Linked DNA regions of Zea mays: region 2 is linked to region 1. A link is a contact called in public Hi-C data. All regions are on one chromosome and are shown on one strand. Each heading gives the region's core, a stretch centred on a gene start, on an enhancer-like site or on the middle of the called end of the contact. The rest is flanking DNA. Distances are from core to core; before and after follow the strand shown.

Evidence for each region. Hi-C and Micro-C count contacts between places; a contact is called where the count stands out from the background.
Region 2: a Hi-C map of ear shows a contact between it and region 1, with 4 times the contacts expected there. The contact joins the promoter of LOC100194260 here to the promoter of LOC103636536 in region 1. A contact is called at or near these places in 5 of 25 Hi-C or Micro-C datasets (bundle sheath, ear, leaf and 2 more) and 1 of 3 datasets of contacts at active chromatin or transcription factors (leaf).

The regions. Positions count from the first base shown.
Region 1 is chr8:176,335,401-176,340,488 of Zm-B73-REFERENCE-NAM-5.0, forward strand. It overlaps LOC103636536 (protein VAPYRIN), which reads left to right and starts at 2,983. Exons shown (of 2, transcript XM_008658882.3): 1 at 2,983-4,228; 2 at 4,658-5,088. The coding sequence starts at 3,452.
Region 2 is chr8:176,518,796-176,523,678 of Zm-B73-REFERENCE-NAM-5.0, forward strand. LOC100194260 reads left to right here and starts at 2,655. Exons shown (of 4, transcript NM_001139299.2): 1 at 2,655-3,294; 2 at 3,411-3,666; 3 at 4,039-4,180; 4 at 4,306-4,799. The coding sequence starts at 2,680. The coding sequence ends at 4,396. It overlaps LOC100502492 (putative laccase family protein), which reads right to left. Exons shown (of 5, transcript NM_001196970.1): 5 at 4,771-4,883.

The DNA of each region.
Region 1 (5,088 bases), core at 1,733-4,232:
CGCAGGAGATTTATAATGAGGTAACGATCTTTTGCGGATTACAAGTGTATTTATAGAGGCGTAACCCTAACGTGAGTAGTGAACGATCTCCGATCCAAGCCTTCCGACGATGGGTCTCCCTCAACTTGGCCGTCTTTTTCAAAATTTAGATCACAAACTCAATACTGGTTGGTTGATTTCCAGATCGAATTTCGTTGCCCATTCTGCCTGGATTTTTGTACTGCTCCCCTGAGCCGCGCCTCTGCAACGGCTGTCAGCTGCCACTGTTGGAGGGCAATTGCTTGCTTCCAAGCAACCCGGTGACGAACGGAGAGGAGCTAGGGAGGGTGGATTGGATGGCAAACCAACAGCAAAGGAGGGTTGGCCTGGTTCCGAGTTCCAAGAGGCGCAACAATCCATTTTTGACGCGCGCAAAAAGAAAAGGGACAATTTTGCCTACTGTTTATTAACGTCCGGATCAGACATGTGGTTTAATTAAGAGGTTGGAAAGGCGCCTGAGCTAAGTACTCCGTACTAGAAGGTGTGTATTTTGACTAGTGACCACCGACTGCTCAGCAATAGCAGCGCAGGCAATTGCTGGGTCGGCTGCCGGCTGGTGTGTGTCCTGCTGCTCCGCCATGAGCGTCGGCCAACATGTCAATCAAATGAGAATATGCCGCATGCTCCCCCCACGTGACGGTGGGTGCCCCGAAAGTGGAAAGCCTGCACGCTGCAAAGCCTGCCTGCCTGGACCTCACGCGCCTCGCTACTGCTTCGGATAATCTCAATAAAAGATTTCGTCATGAGGGCTTAAATATGTTAACACTAGTACTGATAAAAAGAGAAATGGTAAAAAATTATAAAAATAAAAAGAATTTATGAGGAAAACAAATTCTTTCTGTGCTGTTTTCAAAACGTGAGTGTCACTTTCACCGTGAAATTATTGGAAAATTTTTTTTGTATACTATCAGATTTTATGCTCATTTATTATGTATCACCCAGTGATATATATGTAAATTTTTTATGTGTATAATATGTGAAGGCAGTGACACATAAGAAATATGTATATTTTTCGATGTTATGCGGGGAATTGCCCCGAAATTATTTGGTGGCGACTCCCTCAGTACAACCAAAACCTGCCGCGACCATGTGCATGTGCTGACGTCCTGTACTGCCGCCGCCACCACCGACTCGGATGACCTAATTTCACGGGGGTTAGCATCAGTTGACATCACGAGCCGTGCTCGTGTCTTGGCACTCCTCTTTTTTACACGAGTTTTGCTGTGCGTGACATGTTTAATTTAGGACCGGTTTGAATCCACTGCGTTGGTAGGTACGTACATATTAGCATCTGTGGAAACCGAAATTATATTCCAGCTGAGCCAAGTGGAGGACGAATGGGGATTATGGGAGAGGTGCCTCTACAAGAACGCACATGAATGGCAGCAGATATGTGTTCCAGTCTTCCAGCTGGAACGTCTTCTGGGCGACTGTTCTGATCTGGAGACGTCCTTGGAGAGGAAGAAGTGGCTCAACCTGGCACATCCGCACATGAATAGCAGGAGATATGTATTCCAGCAGAGCTCTAGCTAAGTACTACCTCCATTTTTTTTATTTGACGTTCAACTTTATACTAACAAACATAAACTAAAAAATCGAAGGGGTAGTTAGTTTATAAATAAGACTGTTTTGATTTAATTATAAATAAGACTGTTTTGATCGACGAGAACTAATTTTGACAGCTAAATGTTAACATTAACATTAAATAAGAAAAGATGAATTATACGGAAAAAGGGAGGACGCTGAATCCTGACGCCATAAGTTCGCGTCTCAGTCAGTTGTCAGATCCAAAAACTTCCAAAGTACCAAAACCATACATGCAGCATGCTGGTCAGCACTGCTTTTGATTAAAAAGAATACAGACTGGTGCCATTGCTAGTAGGCCCGAGCCTCTCTGTCCTCGCAGAACTACATACCCTTTTTGATTCAGTATTCATATGACTTTCAATTCCTATGTTAAAGTAACATTCCTGTTTTTTTAGGAAGAATGGGACAGCTCGGGGCAGACATGTCCGTTCAGTTTGCAGAAATTTGGGTTCGGACTAAAGGTCATAGGCCCATCTGCGCGACATAGATGGATCGGCCCAATCTAAATTAGGCCTAAAAATCACATGCGCCACGGGATTGGGCCTAAAAAAGCAGTCTGAAGTCTGGAGTCAAGAAAACCGGTAAAACTTGGGTTTATCTTCGAACCGGTTGGGATTTGACTACTTTTTATGTACAACATCATCGAACGCATCAAACTGAAAACTCCGTACCGTATATAGTAAAATAAATATATCTATAAAAATCAAAGTACTATATAATTTAGACCGGAGGAAATATCTCCTTGGATTAAAAAAACAAGGCCTAGCTGTCTAAACTCCGAGTATACAGATATGATGATGACTCATTGACACGCTCGAATTTCTATCCTGAAACTCTCTGTCACATATATATATATGCTGCAAGCATTTCATGCACGGCGCGCGAGTTCTACCGCTTGCACATGATGCACGACGCATAAAAACGAGAAGGGTAAAGAGTTGTTTCGTAGCGGCGACAGGCAGGGGACGCAGGAGGGGTACGTATATATATATTTTTTCTACTTCTGACCGGGGCCTGCGGGCAGGCGCGTAGAGCCAAGCCGCGCGTATATAGGGCCTGTTTGGTTCACTACCTCAGTTGCCACACTTTGCCTAACTTTTCTGCCTAAGGTTAGTTATTCAATTCGAACGACTAACCTTAGACAAAGTGTGGCACATTTAGCCACAAACCAAACAGGCCCATAATGCGTGCGTGACGCTGGAGCACGCGGACGGGGCCAAGGCGCCAAGCCCGGGTTTCGTGCCGATTCGTCCGCGACAAACAGCAATTTGAGGGGAGGGCGTCGGCACATGGCTGCACAGCCGCGGCGGCGACGTCGCGCGAGGAAGTGGCCTGTTGGCATGGGGTCCTTTCACGAGGGCACAGTAGTGTGCCCGGTGGCTGCTTGTTCTTCCGAATGGGACGCGTGCGGGCCTGCCGCCTGCTCGCCCGTAGACGTAGCCCTGCTCCATCATTCCCCAATGGTCCCTTTGTTTATCATGCACTCGAGGGCCACAAGGGATCCAGCCATCTCCCCGTCCAGGGAATCCGCACGGACTATGTGCAGAGCTGTGGTCATCAAGGTACCGGTACCGGGGGACGCCGCTGCATGATGTGTCCTGCCGACTGCCGAGTGCTCACGCCTCACGCCATATATCGCAGTGGCACAGAAGATCAACATTCCTTTCTCGCCCATCCATCCAGCAGCGTGACGTGAAAAGCGTCGTCCTAGGTAGATAGCCACACCATTCCATTGCCCCGGCCCCCGGGCACTCCTCTCCTTCCATACTATACTCTCGCGCGGCGAGCTCCTCGAGCTCGCTCCCCGTTCCAAGCTAGCTAGAAAATGGCCGCGGCGGAAGCAGCCTCCTCCGCGCCGGCGCCCGAGCATCTCCTGGAGGTGGAGGACGACGAGGTGATGATCGACTTCAAGCCCAACGCCAAGTGCCGCGCCGACCTCCGCCTCCGCTCCCTGCACCCGTCCCTCCCCGTCGCCTTCAAGGTCCAGACCTCCTCCCCGCTCAAGTTCCTCGTCAGCCCGCCGCGCGGCGCCGTGCCGCCGCTCTCCTCGGCGTCCCTGCGCGTCGTGCTCCGCCCGCAGCCGCACGCGCCGCCGTCCTTCCCGCGCTCCCGCGCCGACCGCTTCCTCGTCCTGTCCTCGCTCTCCGCGGCGCGCCTCGACTCCGTGGGAAGCAGCAACGACGGCGGCGGCGGCGGGGGCGGAGTCAGGGCCGTCCGCCTCCGCGTGTTCTTCGGCGGGCCGTACCTTCTCCGCCTCGCCGCGGACGCCGGAGACGCCGCGGCCGTGCGCCTCATCCTGCGCCGGCAGCCGCACCTGCTGCCGTTCCTGGAGCACCAGCAGGCCGCCGCGGCGCCCGACGCCGGCGAGCAGCAGTGGGCGCCGCTGCACGCGGCGGCCGCCAGGGGGGACTGCGGGGAGCTGAGGCGGCTGGGGCCCGAGGCGCTGGCCGCGCGTGACCGCGAGGGGAGGACGGTCCTGCACGCGGTCGCCGCGGCCGGCGAGGCCGAGGCGGTGGCGGTGCTGGTGGACATGGGCGCCGACACGTCGGCGGTCGACGCGCGCGGGAGGACTCCGCTGGACGTCGCGCGCGACAAGGGATACGTAAGCGCTCTCGATCCACTCCCAATCTACCTGCTGCTTGTCCTTCTTACAGTCCTGTACCAACTACCAACACTCGCGCATCGAATTCGGATGCCTCTTCTTTAACTGGCTGGACATAGATCCGCCGCCATATACAAACAGCCCTTGCGGTAAACCCGCGCCTGTCACTAACGAACGCAACACGAGAAGAGACACAGGCCGGAATCACGCCATGGACCAGCCTCAGGCCGCACGCAACTTGGCTTATGCGAGCCGCGTAGCTGTGCTCGTGAACCATGATAGGAACGGCCCGGTCGAGTAGGACGAGCGACGACGTACGATAGTATTAGCTAACGCATGCATGGCCAGGCCATTATTCTTGTCTTGACCAAAGACCAATAATGTAATCAGTGTAACGGCGGAGGTGTTGTCAATTTTTGCCCAGTGCAGCAAGAAGTGGTGGACGTCCTGGAACGGTGGGAGCTGGTGATGACGGCGGCGAGGCGAGGCGACCTCGGGAGCCTCGAGTCCCTGCTCAGCAAGCGCGCCGGCGTCCGCGGGCGCGACCAGTACGGCCTCACGGCGCTGCACCTGGCCGCGATCAAGGGACACGGCGACGCGATCGCGCTGCTCGCCGGGCCGGGATGCATGGACGTCGAGTGCGAGGACGTGGAAGGGCACAGGCCGCTCCACCTCGCCGTCGAGGGAGGCCACGCGGAGGCCGTGGAGCTGCTGCTCGACATGGGCGCCGACGCCAACGCCCGGACCAGGCGCGGCGCCACGCCGCTCCAGATGGCGGAGGCCATGGGGTACGAGGCCATCGCTCAGCTCCTGTGCGCGAGAGGTGCGGAGGTGGCCGCCGCGTCGGCGTTGTGCGCCGC
Region 2 (4,883 bases), core at 1,405-3,904, 180 kb after region 1:
TTCCCATTTCCTGGCCGTGTCTCCTCTCATCCCTATTATATGGTCCTAGCCTCTAACTGAACAACTACATCTAAACATTGATGGGATTGACCCTTGACAACAAGTTTATGGCAAAGACTCATGGAGGGCCTATAGAAGCCGAATGGCAAAGGGAATCCTAGCTAAAAATTCAGAAATAGGGAATGGACGGTAAAGTGGCAACATGCAACTTATTTATAAACCATAAAGTATTTTGTTCTAGGGGTGACACCCCATGTACAGTTAGCTATTAATATCCATTCTACCTCCACTACAGGGACAAGAAGGATGTGCATGGCCACTTCACTCATCGTCCTCAACTAGATTGAGGGGAGTATGAAGAATCACCTTTAAATTGACTTTAGCTAAGGTGGCGTCGTTGGTAGCTCCAAAGCCCTAAACAAATGACATGATCCCCTTTGGGGTTAGCCCCAATGGGAATCTATGCTTCGACTTATGCATTGTCTTCTTTGTATACCACAACTAGGATGAAGAAGGATGTGGCATGTCCTCTTATACATACTGCTTCACCATATACCATGATAATAAGACATAATCACAAATCCTACTACATGTCTTCGCTTTGTTGAAGTGTCTATATTGTACAACATAGTGTGTTAAAAAGATTTAGACGTTGTTGGGAACGATGGGAAGCTTGATGATGACGCAGTGTAAAACATTAGGCTGATAGAAAGAATTGTTGCCACTAGATCTCATCAAATCATTGAGGCCTAGTTTGGAAACTTTAGGATTGGAGGGTTTTGGAGGGATTGGAGAGGGTGTAAATCTCCAATAGGTCAAATATTCCCTCAATACATTTCAATCCACTCCAATCACACTCATTACAAGTATTCAAACTAGGCCTAATAGGTTTAAAGGCTCTACCTTCTAGGAACTAGTAATGAAGGTCTTTGTCTCCTACTAATCTATAGTAGGGGTTAGATGTTGATGTCTTATTGTTTTCTTTGCTTTTGTTGACAATAGCTTGTTATAGCCGGTCTTAATGTTTTTGTTTTATTTTCTGTGGTATTGTCGCTTGTGTAATCTGAACTATCTTCTTTATTAATATAATTGGCAATTCTACTACTCAATTTATTTTTTAAAAAAAAACACGAGTGTTTGCGCTCTGTAACTCGTGTACAATTTCCAGTTACTCGTGCGGTTCTTCAAAACAAATGCTGTTACTATGTTTTTCCTTGAAGATGCTATTTTTTATCTGTAGTAACATATACATATTTAGCTATTAACTACTTATTAAGGAATCAAGTTTGGCCTAAGTTTGACCGGATTAATTTGAGAATAATATCCACATCTACCATATTAAAGAGGAAAATTGTAAAACTAAATATCATAATTGTAACTAATAATGAAGTTAATGTGGTGCCATAAATAATATTGTTACTTTCTATAAATTTATATAGTGCAACGATGTGAAAGAGACTCTAGCCGAATTGGTTATGTGATATGAGTAGCACTCCTCATGTCCTAGGTTTGACTCCTCATGGGAGTGAATTTTAGGATGTGGTTAAAAAAATCCTCTCAAGTCTAAGGCTCGGTCACGATCGTTTCTCACATGGGCTACGATACCGCGGTCGTATAATAATCATTATTATGAAGATAAAATGTCTCAACAAAAATAATTGGGAGGCCCAAGGAATTGAACCCCATATTTATAGAAAAGCTTATTAATAATGCTCTACTGATTGAATTACATCTGCTCCATACATGACTCTCTATCTCTCTCCCAATCTCCATGGTTATGGTTTTTTTCCTAAGAAAAATCTTTTTTTTTTCCCAAACACGGTATACATTTCTGGAAGTTCAGCTCTTTCTCGTCAGACTTTTGCGACTTCAACTCTGAACACCTTTAACTCAAATAGTGGTAGAAGATTACCATGTGGGGAAGTGGAACGCGCTGGACAATCTCATTTAGCCAGGCCTATACGCTCCAACGTCCCGTGAGCTTGCAGCTTGTCCCGACTCCCGACTGACACCAATCAAACGAGAAACCCTCCAATCCAACACACCAGCCATATAGTGTTGTGTGTGTATGGCGTGTACTCGTTGTCCTACAGCAAATATTGATCTGTAAATTGTTTCCTTGCGGAAAATATTTGCTTCAAACAGAATGACAAAATAAAATAAAAAAATAGAAGTTATTACTCCAAAGAAAATCACAAGCAAAATAATTGTATTCATATACAAAATAAATGGGATAGCAACTAGAATCGCTGCCACTTTACTATAGCCAAACCGTATTTGGATACTCAATATAGAATCTGAACTACAACGCACAAATCTGAAACGGGAATCTGAACTCCATGATAAAAGAAAAAAAATATACCAGAAATTACATCAGCATATTCACTCTGCGCCAAATTCTGCACTCGGCATAATAACCAGCATAAGCGTTGCATGACGTCCACCGACAGTAAGCCACATAGTCTTCAGCTCTAGAAAGACAATCAAACAAATCACGAGCTCAAAAAAAAAATGGTATTTATAAAAACTGTTAGCAGAAGATTTGCTGGTTACAGAAAATCAGCTAGATATTCCCAAATTTATTAGACATGCAATGCAAGGGCCCTCTAGTCTAGAATATACAACGTAACACGCATCATCTGAGTTAAAGCGCAGGCAAGCAGATCGTCCTGACTCCTGATGGCACAGGCACACCACCCTCTTCTCCTACTAATTCTTTTGCTCTTCCTCTCCTCCACTGCCATTCCTTCCTCCAAGAGAACCCAGCCGAAGTTCTCTGCCGTCTTCTACTTCGGCGACTCGGTTCTCGACACCGGCAACAACAACCATCTCCCCACGGTAGCTGTGGCGAACCATGCTCCTTACGGAAGGGACTTCCCAGGGAAGAAACCGACGGGGAGGTTTTCCGACGGCCGGCTTATCCCAGACCTCCTCAACGAGAGGCTGCAGCTCAAAGAGTTCTCGCCGCCGTTTCTGGACGCAAGGCTTCCGAACAGCGACGTCGCGACGGGGGTGAACTTCGCTTCGGCTGGGTCAGGATTCAACGACCAGACGTCGCGGCTGTCCAACACTCTGCCGATGTCGAAACAGGTGGACCTCTTCGAGGACTACCTGCTCCGGCTCAGAGGCATCGTTGGGGACAAGGAGGCTTCCAGGATCGTTGCCAGATCTCTGATCTTTATCAGCTCGGGGACCAACGATTTCTCACACTACTACCGTTCGCCAAAGAAGAGGAAGATGGAGATTGGTGACTACCAGGATATTGTTCTCCAGATGGTACAGGTTTATGTCAAGGTAAAAATAGGCATTTCCTCCTTCTGAGTTATCTTATCTCTACTGAATTCTTATACTACACTTCAGAAACTAGGCATAACTTTACCTTCGATTCCCTACTGTAACTCTGAATGCAGGAACTGTATGACCTTGGGGGGCGACAGTTCTGTTTGGCAGGCCTTCCGCCGTTTGGCTGCACACCTATCCAAATCACGTTGAGCGGAGACCCTGACAGGGCATGTGTGGATGAGCAAAACTGGGATGCTCATGTCTACAACTCTAAACTTCAAAGACTTCTTGCAAAGTTGCAAGGCTCACTCCATGGAAGCAGAATTGTGTACGTGGATGCATACAGAGCTCTCATGGAAATCCTGGAGAACCCGGCCAAATATGGTAATGCTTTCTGTTAATTCCATGGCTTATGCACTAGGAGGCTGGAGCTGTGATGGAAGTTGATCGCAGACTTCAAGTTCTTGAACAAAATTCAGAGATAATGCCATAAATCCTAGCCGATGCAGTATTATTGAACACCACAGTACTAAACTTGGCCACCAAAACCTAGTGGCTGGCAGAAAACCAAACACTTAGTAATTCAATTGCAAAATGAATTATTATTATTATTATTATTATTATTATTATTATTATTATTATTATTATTATTATTATTATTATTATTATTATTATTAAGTTCTTTCTTCAAGTCAGCCAAGAGATTGACTTGCTGTTGACCACATCAATTCTGATAAAGGTTTGCCACAACAACAGGATTTACAGAGACAACACGAGGATGTTGTGGGACTGGGCTCAGAGAGGTTGCTCTGTTGTGCAATGCATTCACTCCTACCTGCAAAAATATCTCATCCTATGTATTTTACGATGCTGTGCACCCAACAGAGAGGGTTTACATGTTAGTAAATGATTACATAGTCAACGATGTTATTCCACAGTTTTAGTTAATCAAATACCCAAATAATGTTTTCTTCTTGTACTAATATACGCAACTAATTGTTTTGCCTTCATACTTAAGTCCAGGATACAAGAGCTTATCGTATGTCATCTATCAATCTATCATGCTATGCATGATGTATTGATGTGTTATTGGATTACTGAACAATGGAATTAATAACAATAACGCAGCCTCCCCAGGATGGCAGGTAAGCATTTTTACAAGTGAAGTTAAAGCAAAACAGAGATGCAATGGTTGAACACAAATATTATAGGCTCGGCTCCAAATGCAAAACGAATCCTCTGTCGGCTCAGTATGAAGAGGATATAAAACCAAGTAGTTAGGAATAACATTGTCAGACCCACTTTTTGCTAGCAATGGGTTATATTAGTTGCAATCCCTCCATCAAAGATTGTCCTTCATAGGTATTGAATAATGGTTCTGAATTTTCTTGTACGTCATGCTTGCGTTCATCAGTCTTGAATCTGTCTTAAAGAACAGTGTTTAAATTTGCTGTTGCACATCTCAGATTGGTTGTTTCAGTAATTGATCATACACAAAAAGAAATAATTTATTCTCTAATAATATGCTGAATGTCATTGAAAATTACATAGATTTACAGGGGAAAACTTCAAAACAAGCTGGAAGCGTGAACATGCTTTCG